3 separate regions of the Mus musculus genome follow, and regions 2 and 3 are each linked to region 1. The links are chromatin contacts, called in public promoter capture Hi-C maps. All regions are on one chromosome and are shown on one strand. Each heading gives the region's core, a stretch centred on a gene start, on an enhancer-like site or on the middle of the called end of the contact. The rest is flanking DNA. Distances are from core to core; before and after follow the strand shown.

Region 1 (3,668 bases), core at 582-3,081:
ATTACAATGCAAAGAAATGGAGACTGCAGAAGACTTGTAAATGGATGCTGCAACTTCAAGGATGGGCACATCTCACGTGAATGACGACCCTCTAAGGTAGGTGTGCATGTAGCAGACACAAACATAGATGTACACATATACATGTGTAATATAACCAATTTAAGGTTACGCCTTACAAATAAACTCAATTCGGATTAGGGTTATTTCATTTGGCTTTGACAATTACTGAGCTGCAACCCTTAATCTACTCTTCTAACTGCTGTCCTGGCTGCCTTCCCAGTGGAAGTTGCAGTTTCTCCTGGCCACATGCTCATGGTCCGTCTGCTCCAGGGCAGCTTCGTCCTTTTTTTCCCATTCCTCCTCCTTGTCCTGGTGTCTCTTCCTTCTCTCTCTTCTCCACCTCCTACCAGCTAACTCAAAACTCACCTGCCTCAAATCCCTCCAGTAATTGGCTGTAGCCAATTTGATTTATCCAGTAGTTTTAAATCAAGGAACAAGGTTTACACAACAGAACCTTGTAAATGTGAGAAGTCAGTAGAGAGTCTAGACCTTTGAGTAGAGAATTTAGCATAACAAAACATAGCAACACACCGAACCTCAACACATACACATATTAGAAAACTTGCTATGCTCAGAAATTCTGTCCTTGTGGTTGCTGACAATGCCTTCCACTGCAATATTCAGGAGGAGGACAGACCACTCATGACCTCATTCTAAACAGACATGCCAATCAAGTGTCCAGGTGAATGTACTGCTTCTTGACTCTAGTTTCTCTAAATCGAGGAAGGTGTTCTGCATCCATAGGTAAACACACTCCCTGACAAAGAACTCAATAGGGACTCTGCACAGTCTTTGCTCTGAAACAGCTTCCTTTTGAATCATAATATATCAGGGAAGTATGAAGCCTTTTCTGCAATGGGGTTTGTAACTTTGACTCAAGCTTGAACTTCACAGGAATAAACCTTCCCAAGAAGAGATGGGAATTCTCAATATTGTATGTTTCCAGTGTAACTTCTTTAATATACCGACCTCATTTGGCAATGCTATGAACATATTTCTGATACCTTTGTATTCAAGAAGGAATTATCTCGGTGTTCTGCTTCGGAGAAATAACGGAAGTTCAAGGCGGATACCACTGATGTTCAAATATTGCCAAATATGAACGATGACAGGCTCACATGAGAGACGGAGAATTCAATACGGAACATCAAACCTAACACAGGCAGAAATCCTATAATACAAAATGGACCAAGAGTTAGGACATACACCACTGCGATCCCAGGAGCTCTGCTCCTCCTCTTGGGAGAGATGCAGAGGAAAGCAAGTGCTCAGAAAATACCTGATGGTTGCTGGCTTTGAATTCTAAGTCTTTTGTCTTAAGCACCTGATATGCTGCGTAGCAGGCAGGGTCACCAAGGATGGTTTCAAGAGCACCTTAAATTAGCTCTTGCTTCCATATTTTTAAGTAAAGCAAGTCATGAAAGTGCGAGTTTTCCATGTGGTAGTAAGATAGTTTAAAATCACGGTGTTCTAGCAGAAATAACTAAGAAACCTGATAAACATCACTGTGAAAGGGTCGACTCACAGGCTAACATTGCGTGCTGGGACCACAGAACTTTAAATGAATCCAAATGCCCTGTGACTGCCCAAGTGCAGAAGACTGTTTCTTCCCAACTTCAAGGAATCACAGTCAGGATACCAGCAGGTGAACAACCCAGTTCTGTGGGTTCATGGAAGTTCTTCGCACTGATTTGTGGGAAATGTAGTCCGGATGCCTGTGACGTCATCAGAAGGCTGGCCGTTGCTATCAAACTTCCGCATTTGATTTTCAAACTTAACTTCTCCCCAGAGTTAGGCGTCTGTCCTGTTGAAACCTTCGTTTGGATCTCTGACATGGAGGTTGGTGCAGGGAACACCGCAACCTTGCAGATCTGAGGGACTGTGCAGGGTGGCGTATCGGGCACGGAAGGAGCTTATCTGGGCTTGTTATGAGACAGGGCAAGCTGCTGACCTGGAGATGTTGTGCTGACCTAGGCTAGGGAAGAAAGTTGGAAACAACAGGATGGCAAGGGCAGGCTGGGTCTGCTGACTGCTTATTTCTGAGATGCTGAAAGGAGCGCACTCATCTTTACTGGGGAAATATGCTCTGCCTAGCTGACCCGTTCTCACGTGGCTGTAGTCAGATTCTCAGGAGATTTAGAACACTTGGACATCTAGCGCCTCCTATACTCTGTGTTCTATCTAGTACTGGAGTTTGACTTCACAAATCTTCCTAAAGTTCCTAGTGCCAGGGACAAAGAGTCCCGTGAGGGTGATTGTTGTGTGGAATGTTAGTTCCTTTTCCTTTGGAATAAAGTGTTAGATTTATGGATGCCTCGGGTTGAATAAGAACTCAGGATGTATAATCCTGTACCTGAATCACCACAATACATGGCTGTATAGCCACAGAGTAGTCCTGTAATTGATATGAACCAGTGTTTGCACAATCCAAATAATTATGAATTTTGCCCTTCTGCTAAAAAAAAAAAACACTAGACAATAATACTCAACAATTCTTAGTATGTGTTCTGTCCAAAATTTGGACTCCTTCTCAGATATGAGAGATGACTTGGTGAGATGAGAGAAATGGAACTCATGATCTCTGGAAGGGACTGGAATGTCTCTGAAAGAGAAAGGAGATGGCCCTCCTCTGGTCACATGATTTTCTTCTGTCTGTTCACATTATCAGAAATATCTAAATTCTCTTAAATGCACTCTGTCCCTGTATCTGGCACCCAGCTTTACTGCTGCTCACTGGACATTTCTAGAATGATTTCCTCATGTTTTCCTGTGGTTGTAAGAAAAATTCAGAAAGCTCTGGCACACTTGGGGTCTTATAATTTTCACATAGGTTCCTGTCCATGCAAAATGCAGTTCTCCTCTTAAAGGGTTAAGAGACAGTTTAGTCAGCCTTTTGAGTGGCCATTATCTGAGAATACAGACTTAGGTTAATCCAAATTCTGTGCTTCAACACAAGGCAGTTTCATGGTTTTACAGAACAGAGAATGTCATTAACCAAGGAAAATTTAAAATACATTGGTGTGTGTCTCATAGAGTCATCGGAGATATTCTATTTACCTAAGATACCATCTGATGAGGTTTTAGCTTTTGGACTGATAGAATTTCATGTTCTGCCTTGTCAGTGGATTCTGAGAGGTTTTTTATCTATTGTCACAAGCTGTGTGGTCCACTATAGAGTGAGGTAATGACTGTCCCTGAAGAGAAAACCAACCCAAGGTAAGACAGCTAACCCTGAACCTGCAGAATTCCAGGCTCTGCCCCTCCGTGAACTTCCACATGGGCCACCAGTGTCTGCACACAAAGACTCCTTGTAAGAGTTTTGCATTCACAGAGTACACACAGGTTTTTGTGTGTGTGTGTGTGTGTGTGTGTGTGTGTGTGTGTGTGTGTGTGTTTTGCAGGGTTTCTCCTCCACAGCTCCTATCACTATTTTCAGTGATCTTGCTTATATTGTCACTCCTCAGTCCAATTGAGTGTTAGTGAGCCGGAGCCTGGCTTATGGCATTGAAGTCTACTCCCAGAAAGCATGGGCTTCAGACAACCTTGTTCTACTAATGGGATTTTCAATGAGTTTCTTGCCATATCTAGAGTAATAGATATTTCCTAAT
Region 2 (3,893 bases), core at 1,307-3,806, 280 kb before region 1:
CCATGGAGGGATGTTTCTTATTGGCTTGCCTCCACTGGCTTGCTCAGCTTTCTTTCTTTCTTTCTTTTCTTTTTTTTTCTGATAAGAGTCTTTAATATTCCCTCTGAAATTTCACAAGCCAGGCCTCCATCTTCTGCACTCTTCTTAACATTATTTTCCAAGCTCCTATAGAACATACCACAGAGCACTTAACACAAAATGGATCTTCTAGCGAAAAGTTCCAAAATCTTTCCACAGTCCTCCCCAAAACATAGTCAGGTTGTCAAATGAATACCCCATTCCTAGTACCAAATTATCTTAGTCATGGTTTCTATCCCTGCACAAACATCATGACCAAGAAGCAAGTTGGGGAGGAAAGGGTTTATTAGCCTTGCTTCTGAAAGGTTTCACAAATCTGGTAATGAATTACATGGCCATCGGACTGGTTGATTTTGTGTCAAATTGACACAAGCTAGAGTTATCACAGTCTATATCTTTTTATTGAAAACATAATCTTGTCTATTTCCTGAGGAACTGATTCTAATCTTTAGTGGTTTGATTATTGTATAACAAGGAGACACTGATAGTTTGAATATGCTTGGTCCATGGGAAGTTGTACTGTTAGGAGGTATGGCCTGATTTGAGGTATAGTCTTTCTACAGGAAGCATGTCAGGAGGTGTTGTTTGGATAACTCATATATGTGGTTGAGTCTGGCCAGTGTGACCCAGAGCCTCTTCCTTGCTGTATGCAGAAGACAGACCCCCTTCTGCTGCCTGCAGATAAAAATGTAGACCTCTCATTTCTGCCTAAACCTTACCATGCTTTCTACCATGATGATATTGAACTGACTCTCTGAAAATGTAAGCCAGTTCCAATTAAATGTTTTCTTTCATAAGGGCTTATCCCTAACTAGCTTACAAGTAAAAGAGGTTCAGACTCGAGGTTATTTCATCTGGCTTTGACAAGTACTGGGGTTCAACCCCTAATTTACTCTTCCTCTAACTGCTTTCTTGGCTACCTTCCCAGTGGTGTACTTCAGATACTTAATGTTTCTCCCAGCCATGTACACCCCCCCCCCATGGCAGCTCATCCTCTTCACCCATTCTTCCTCCTTTTCCTGGCCTCTTTTCCTTCTCTCTCTTCTCCACCCCATACCACCTAACTCAAAAGCCACCTACTTCTAGTCCTTCCAGTAATAGGCTGTACCAAATTTGATTTAACTAATAGTTTTCAATCAAGGAACAAGGTTTGCACAACAGAACCTTTTAAATGTGAGAGGTCCATGGTAAGCTTAGACCTTCAGATATAAAATTTAGTATTACAATACATAGCAACATACCAAACCTCAACACATACACATATTGGAAAACTAACTATGCTCAGAAATGTTAAGTCCTTCTGGTTGTTGGCAATGCCCTTCACTACAGCCATCAGGGGGATGACAGACCACTCATGACCTCATTCTAAACAGACATGCCAATCAAATGTCCAGGTGAATGTACTGCTTGTTGACTCTAGTTTTTCTAAGTTAAGGAATCTGTTCTGATCCCTAGGCAAACACACTCCCTAGAGAAGAAAAATTGGAATGGGATTTTGCACAGTCTCTGCTCTGAAACAGCTTGGCTTTGAATTATTGTGCCTCAGGGAAGTATGAAGACTTTTCTGTAATGCCATTTGTAGCTTTAACTCAAGCATGAACTACACAGGAATAAACCTTCCCACGAAAAGATGGGAATTCTCCATACTCCAAGTTTCCAGTCTAACTTCTTTAATACATCGACCTCATTTTACAGTGATATGAACATATTTCTGATACCTTTGAATTCCAGGAGGAACTATCTCGGTGTTCTGTTTAGGAGAAGTGAGGGAAGTGCAAGGCAGCTACCAGTAATGTTCAAGTATTATCAAATGTGAATGATGACAGGATCAGTGGAGACAGGAAAATCAATAAGGAACATCAAACCAAACACAGAGGGAAATTGAAGAGCCAGTACACACACCATTGTGATCCAAGGAGCTCTGCCCCTCCTCTTGGGAGAGATTCAGAGGAGGAAAGCAAGTGCTCAGAAAACACTTCGTGGTGACTCAGTTTGATTTCTAATTCTGTCTTCAGCACCTGGGATGGTTTTGATAGCATATTAAAGAGATAATGCCCACTCCTACATTAACTTCCTGCTTTCATATTTTAAATAAACAATGAAAGCATGAATTTTCCATTCGGTAGTAATATTCCATAAGTAAATCTGTGCTTTAAAAAACCAAGGGGAAAAAAAAAAAAGAAAGAAAGATCGAAGCTTTAATCTCACAATGTTTTAGCAGAGATAACAAGGAAATGTGATAAACATTACTGTGAAACTCAGCTCACAGGCTAACATCGCTTGCTGTAACCAAAGACTTTTTTAAAAGCCCACTTTCCCTGTGGCTGCCCATGTGCTGCAGCTTAGTTCTTTCCAACTTCAGCTGCCCACAGCTGGACCGCAAGGCAGGCAATGCACAAGACATCTTAGGTGGGGTCCCTGTAAGTCCTTCCAACTGACTTGTGGGAAGTGTAGTCCTGGTTCCTGTTTCGTCATTAGAAAGGGCCATCGGACTCGAACTTCCTTATTCTTCCTTCAAACTTCACTCCTCAAATGTATGCAGTTGTCCTGCTCAGCGCTGCATCTGGATTTCTGAGATGGAGTTCGGTGCAGGGACCAGCGCCTTCTTTCAGGTCTGAGGGGCTGTGCAGGGTGGCAGGTAGGGCACGGAGGGAGCTGGCTCGGGCTTGTTGAGAGGCAGGAAGCTGCTGACCTGGAGATGCTGTGCTGACCTAAGCTGGGCCGCTGCGCCTGGGCACGGGTTTGAAGGGGAGAAGGTTGAAAACAACAGGATGGCAAGGGCAGGCTGGGTCTGCTGACTGCCTGTTCCCGAGATGCTGACGGGAGCGCACTCATCATTACCTAGCTGACCCGTTCTCACGTGACTGTAGTCAGATTCTCAGGGCATACAGAGCACTTGGACTTGTAGCGCCCTCTGTATGTTATGTCCTGGAGACTACTCCTGGTTTGAGCTCAAACAGCTTCCTAAAGTTCCTAGTGTCCAAGGAGCAAGAATCCTGTGAGGGAGGGCAAACTGTTGTGTGGGATGTTAGTTCCTGTTCCTTTGGAATGAATTGTTAGACTCACGGATGCCCTGATTCAAATCACATTTTCTGATAGACACCTTTGTGACCTGAATGCGACAATACATGGCTATAAAACCACAAAATAATCTTGTAGTTGGTATGAACCAGTGTTTGCACAATCCAAATAAATAGGATTTTACACTAAAGATTAAAAATCACTAGACAATAATACCTCAACAGTTCTGAGTATGTGTTGTGTCCAAAATTTTGACTCCTTTTCAGATGTGAGAGACGACTTGGGGTGATGAGAGATCACAGGGTGGCACTGGAAAGTCTGAAAGGGAAGGGGGAAATGCCTCTGCTCATCTGCCAGGCTCTGTGCATTGCTTTCTAATCTGCCAGACTCTGTACATTGTTGTCTCTTCACGTGCTTTTCTTCCTAGAGTTCACGTTATCAGCAGTGTCTGAACTCTTTTAAATTTTCTTTTGTCCCTCAATGTGACATTCAGGTTTAGTGACACACCCTTAATAGTTTTAGAAAGAATTCTCCAATTTTTTCAACTGTATTTGAAAAGCTGTAAGATAGGGAAGGAGAGATGGCTTATTGGTTAAGAGCATGCCTATTCTTCCAAAGGTCCTGAGTTTAATTCCAGCAACCACTTGTTGGCTCCCAACCGTCTATTATTGGATCTGATGTTCTCTTCTGGTATGTCAGCAAAAGAATGCTCATATAAATAAATAAATAAATATTTTGAAAAGTTGTAATATAAATTTCAAAAGCCGTGGCACTCTTGGGGTCTTATGATTTAC
Region 3 (3,689 bases), core at 242-2,741, 500 kb before region 1:
TTAGGGAAGACAGTTTTCTTTGCTCCTCTTCCCAGTGTGGCCATATTAAATCTCTCCCTTTCAGCTTTAAAAAGGGAGGGAGGGAGGGAGGGAGGGAGTGAGGGAGGGAGGGAGGGAGGGAGGGAGGGAGGGAGGGAGGGAGGGAGGGAGGGAGGGGTAAAGAAAGACACACTAGAAGATATTTTAAATTGCCAATAATATTTTTAAAGATTATTTATTTATTTATTTATCGTGTAGTCAGCATTCTTCCTGCATGTATGCTAGCAGGCCAGAAGAGGGCACCAATTCTCACTATAGATGCTTATGAGCCACTCTGAGCCACCATATGGATACTGGGAATTGAACTCTGGACCTCTGGAAGAGCAGCCAGTGCTCTTAAGCTCCGAGCCATCTCTCCAGCCCTGTTAATAATATTTTGAAATGGAGATACCTCAAGTGTCTTGTCATAAGAAGTATCTTGTGGCCTGAACAGGCAGTGACGCTATCTCGGTGGGCATGAGTGATCTCATTAGCATGTGTTATGATAGACTTCAACAAACAACACTGGATTTACATTCAATCTCTTTATAACCATCCTAAAAGATTTGAAAGACAAATGCATATTTCTTATAGAGAAAACATAGCTCCAAGGCCAACAGTTGTTATTCAAGGTCAAAACTCATAAATAAAAGGAAGGAAAACAGGGCTGGTCTGTTTTCTTGAACTTAATCTCCCCCCCCCCCCGCCGCCCCCCGCCACACCCACCTCCCATGCGCAACCGTGTTAAGATTTTTCTTTTTTTTTTTTTTTTCTTTTTTTTATGGCATCTCCACCAGATTTATTTTTAAAGGAATGACCTAAGGGAGAAAAAACTAGGGTACAGAAGTATGGGCTAGAAAATAAATACAAATGTAAGCTGTTTCACTAATTTTATAACCACAAACTTGTACAGAGAATGAGGCCCTCTACAGAACACAACAGGTTCAGACGAGGCGTTCCCTTAACAAGGCTGAAGATCCGGACTCTGGTATTTGACATTTAGGATGCAGTCAGTCCACGCTTTTACCCAGATTTGAAGAGAAGAATGGCCACCTGACCCAGGTAGAAGTAGACGAAGTGTTTGGTTTCGTACGTCACGTAACTACCGAAGTTCCGGCCCACAATGCAGTGCCAGGTGGGGTTGTACTTCTTGTCAAACTCCTTCTTGATATGGGCCGCAATATCCTTCTCTGTGCTGTACTTCTCCAGCGCCTGGATAGCACACCTCACCGAGTCCTGCTGCATCTCTTCCGACATGTCTACAGTTTTTATCACTGCCTTCCGATCGCACATGGTTACCGCGGAGCAGGGGCCAATCGGCCGCTGCGTGCCCCTAGGGAAGATGCTGGCGGTGCTCAAGCAGCAGCAGCAGACAGCCGGTCCCTGCTGAAGCCGAAGCCGTGGCGCATCTCTTAGCTAAATATTTAACTGTATGCGTTTGCTACCTTTTCTTTACCCCTTCAGGAGCCATTTGGTAGGTGGTTTATTTTGTCACAAAAAGCAAGAAACCGCCTCATTGTGACTGCACAATTACCCGCTGACCCTCTGAGGTGGGGAGCCGAACCCTGGAGACCTGGCTTTTCATGAATCAGAAATTCACATGTGTGAGGAAATGCAGTGGAAGCAGCAGACACTGCTGTTGCTTGAGGGAAATATTTTAAATGAACCGGCCTACTCTCCAATAAAATCAAAACTTTTTTTTTTTTTTTTTTTTGGTTTTTCGAGACGGGGTTTCTCTGTATATCCTTGGCTGTCCTGGAACTCACTTTGTAGACCAGGCTAGCCTCTAACTCAGACTCCCGAGTCCTGGGATTAAAGGCGTGCGCCACCACGCCCGGCGCACTGTGTCTATTTCACGAGGGGGAAAAATGAGCGTATTTCCCTAAGAAACTTCAGAAAGACTGATTTAAACACGCGGGACCTGATGAACCTCTAATGGCTTCATCTTAATTAGTTATACCTGTGATGCTCCTGTTTCCAAATACGGGCACACGCCGGAGCTCTGTGTTCATATTCCTGAAAGATTCAATTAACCCATAACATTTGCTGTCATACCTTGCTGACATGTTCGCAGCTGTGTTCACAGACCTGAAGATGGCACTGTGCATCAGCTGAAAACATTCTCAAACCACCCGCAACAGAAAAATCCGCACACTGCCCACAGCCCTGGCTAATACATGAAATTATATAAAGATTCAGATCATATTTCAATTTGAATTGGATGTACCTACGTTACCATTTTTCCCCCCATTTTACTTATTTGAAGCTTCTGGTTAATTGCAAGTTCCCAGACAAGGTTAAGAGAGCAAGATTTACCCACAGATATGCAAGAAAAATTTCCGAGCCTTTGCAAGTGACTCATGCCTGATACCCCCAACTTTATAACTACTATAAGCTCTTAGTTCTTATCATTTCTCAGCAGTAAATGGGGCCACTGATTAGCAGAAAAGAGCAATCTTCCTGGCTTTGGCAGCCCATTCAACTAATCACAGTACTTGGGAGGCAGAGGCAGGTGGATGGATCTCTGTGAGTTCAAGGCCAGCCGGGTCTACAGAGCCAGTTTTAGGACAGCTGGGGCTACAGAGAAAACCTATGTCAACAGAAACAAAACAGAACAAAACAAACAAACCAAAAACAAAGAGGAGGAGGAGGAGAGGAGGAGGAAGAGGAGGAAGAAGAGGAAGAGGAGGAGGAGGGAGAGGAGGAGGAAGAGGAAGAGGACAGACAGAAATAACAAATCTCTTCCCCATTCTGGGCCCCTTTTCCTTTCTAACTTTTACATTTAAAAACAAAGAGTTAATAGCAATTTAAGCACTTATTAATGTTTAATATGTTCACTATGGCACAGAATTCCAGGAAAAATATGTACATGTCTTATTAATTACATCTCTCAATGCTATCACCCAATGCTTAATAAAAAGCAACGAGAGGAGGAAGGGTTTATTCTGGCTTGCAGCTCAACAGGATTATTCCACCATGGTGGGAAGACAAGGCAGCAGGCAGGGATGATATGGTGGCAGGAAGTGCCAGGTCAGAGTACACATCACACACAGTAAGCAGAGCACAGACAGGAAGTAGGGCCAGCCTGTAAATCTCATGTTCCTGGCCCACCACCTCAGTACTGGCTGCTTTTGTGTGTCAACATGATACAAGTTAGAGTCATCAGAGAGAAAGGGCCCTCATTTGAGGAAATGACTCCATGAAATCCAATGGTAAGGCATTTTCTCAATTAGTGATCAACTGGGGAGGGCTCAGACTATTGTGGGTGGTGCCACCCCTTGGCAGGTGGTCCTGGGTTCTATAAGAGATCAGGCTGAGTAAACCAGGGGCAACAAGCCAGTAAGCAGCACCCCTCCTAGGACTCTGCATCAGCTCCTGCCTCCAGGTTCCAGTCCGGCTTGAGTTCCTGTCCTGACTTCCCCCAATGTTAAACTATGATGTGGAAGTGTAAGATGAATAAGCTCTTTCCTGACCAATTTGCTTTTTGATCATGGTGTTTCTTCCCAGCAACAGAACCTCCAACTAAGACACCCACTTTCACCAATAAGGCTCCGCTTCTTTTTTTCTTTTTCTTTTTTCTTTCTTTCTTCTTTTTTGTTTGTTTGTTTGTTTTTTGTTTTGGTTTTTCGAGACAGGATTTCTCTGTATAGCCCTGGCTGTCCTGGAACTCA

The links. Promoter capture Hi-C pulls out the DNA fragments that hold promoters and counts their contacts. Capture Hi-C pulls out chosen DNA fragments and counts their contacts.
Region 2: a contact with region 1 is called in a promoter capture Hi-C map of liver, with 3 times the contacts expected there. The contact joins the promoter of Zfp729a here to the promoter of Zfp953 in region 1. A contact is called at or near these places in 1 of 39 promoter capture datasets (pre-B cells), 1 of 484 Hi-C or Micro-C datasets (the N1E-115 cell line) and 3 of 9 other capture datasets (adipose tissue, liver and pancreatic islet).
Region 3: a contact with region 1 is called in a promoter capture Hi-C map of embryonic stem cells. The contact joins the promoter of BC048507 here to the promoter of Zfp953 in region 1. A contact is called at or near these places in 10 of 39 promoter capture datasets (the 3T3-L1 cell line, the HPC-7 cell line, cranial neural crest and 4 more) and 1 of 115 datasets of contacts at active chromatin or transcription factors (embryonic stem cells).

The regions. Positions count from the first base shown.
Region 1 is chr13:67,358,735-67,362,402 of GRCm38.p6, reverse strand. It overlaps Zfp953 (zinc finger protein 953), which reads left to right and starts at 1,831. Exons shown (of 4, transcript NM_001038651.3): 1 at 1,831-1,899. The coding sequence starts at 1,894. It overlaps Gm17039 (predicted gene 17039), which reads right to left and starts at 1,738. Exons shown (of 2, transcript NR_167764.1): 1 at 1,340-1,738; 2 at 1-1,231.
Region 2 is chr13:67,636,444-67,640,336 of GRCm38.p6, reverse strand. Zfp729a (zinc finger protein 729a) reads left to right here and starts at 2,556. Exons shown (of 4, transcript NM_183146.4): 1 at 2,556-2,690. The coding sequence starts at 2,655.
Region 3 is chr13:67,861,128-67,864,816 of GRCm38.p6, reverse strand. BC048507 (cDNA sequence BC048507) reads right to left here and starts at 1,491. Exons shown (of 1, transcript NM_001001185.3): 1 at 894-1,491. The coding sequence starts at 1,311. The coding sequence ends at 1,042.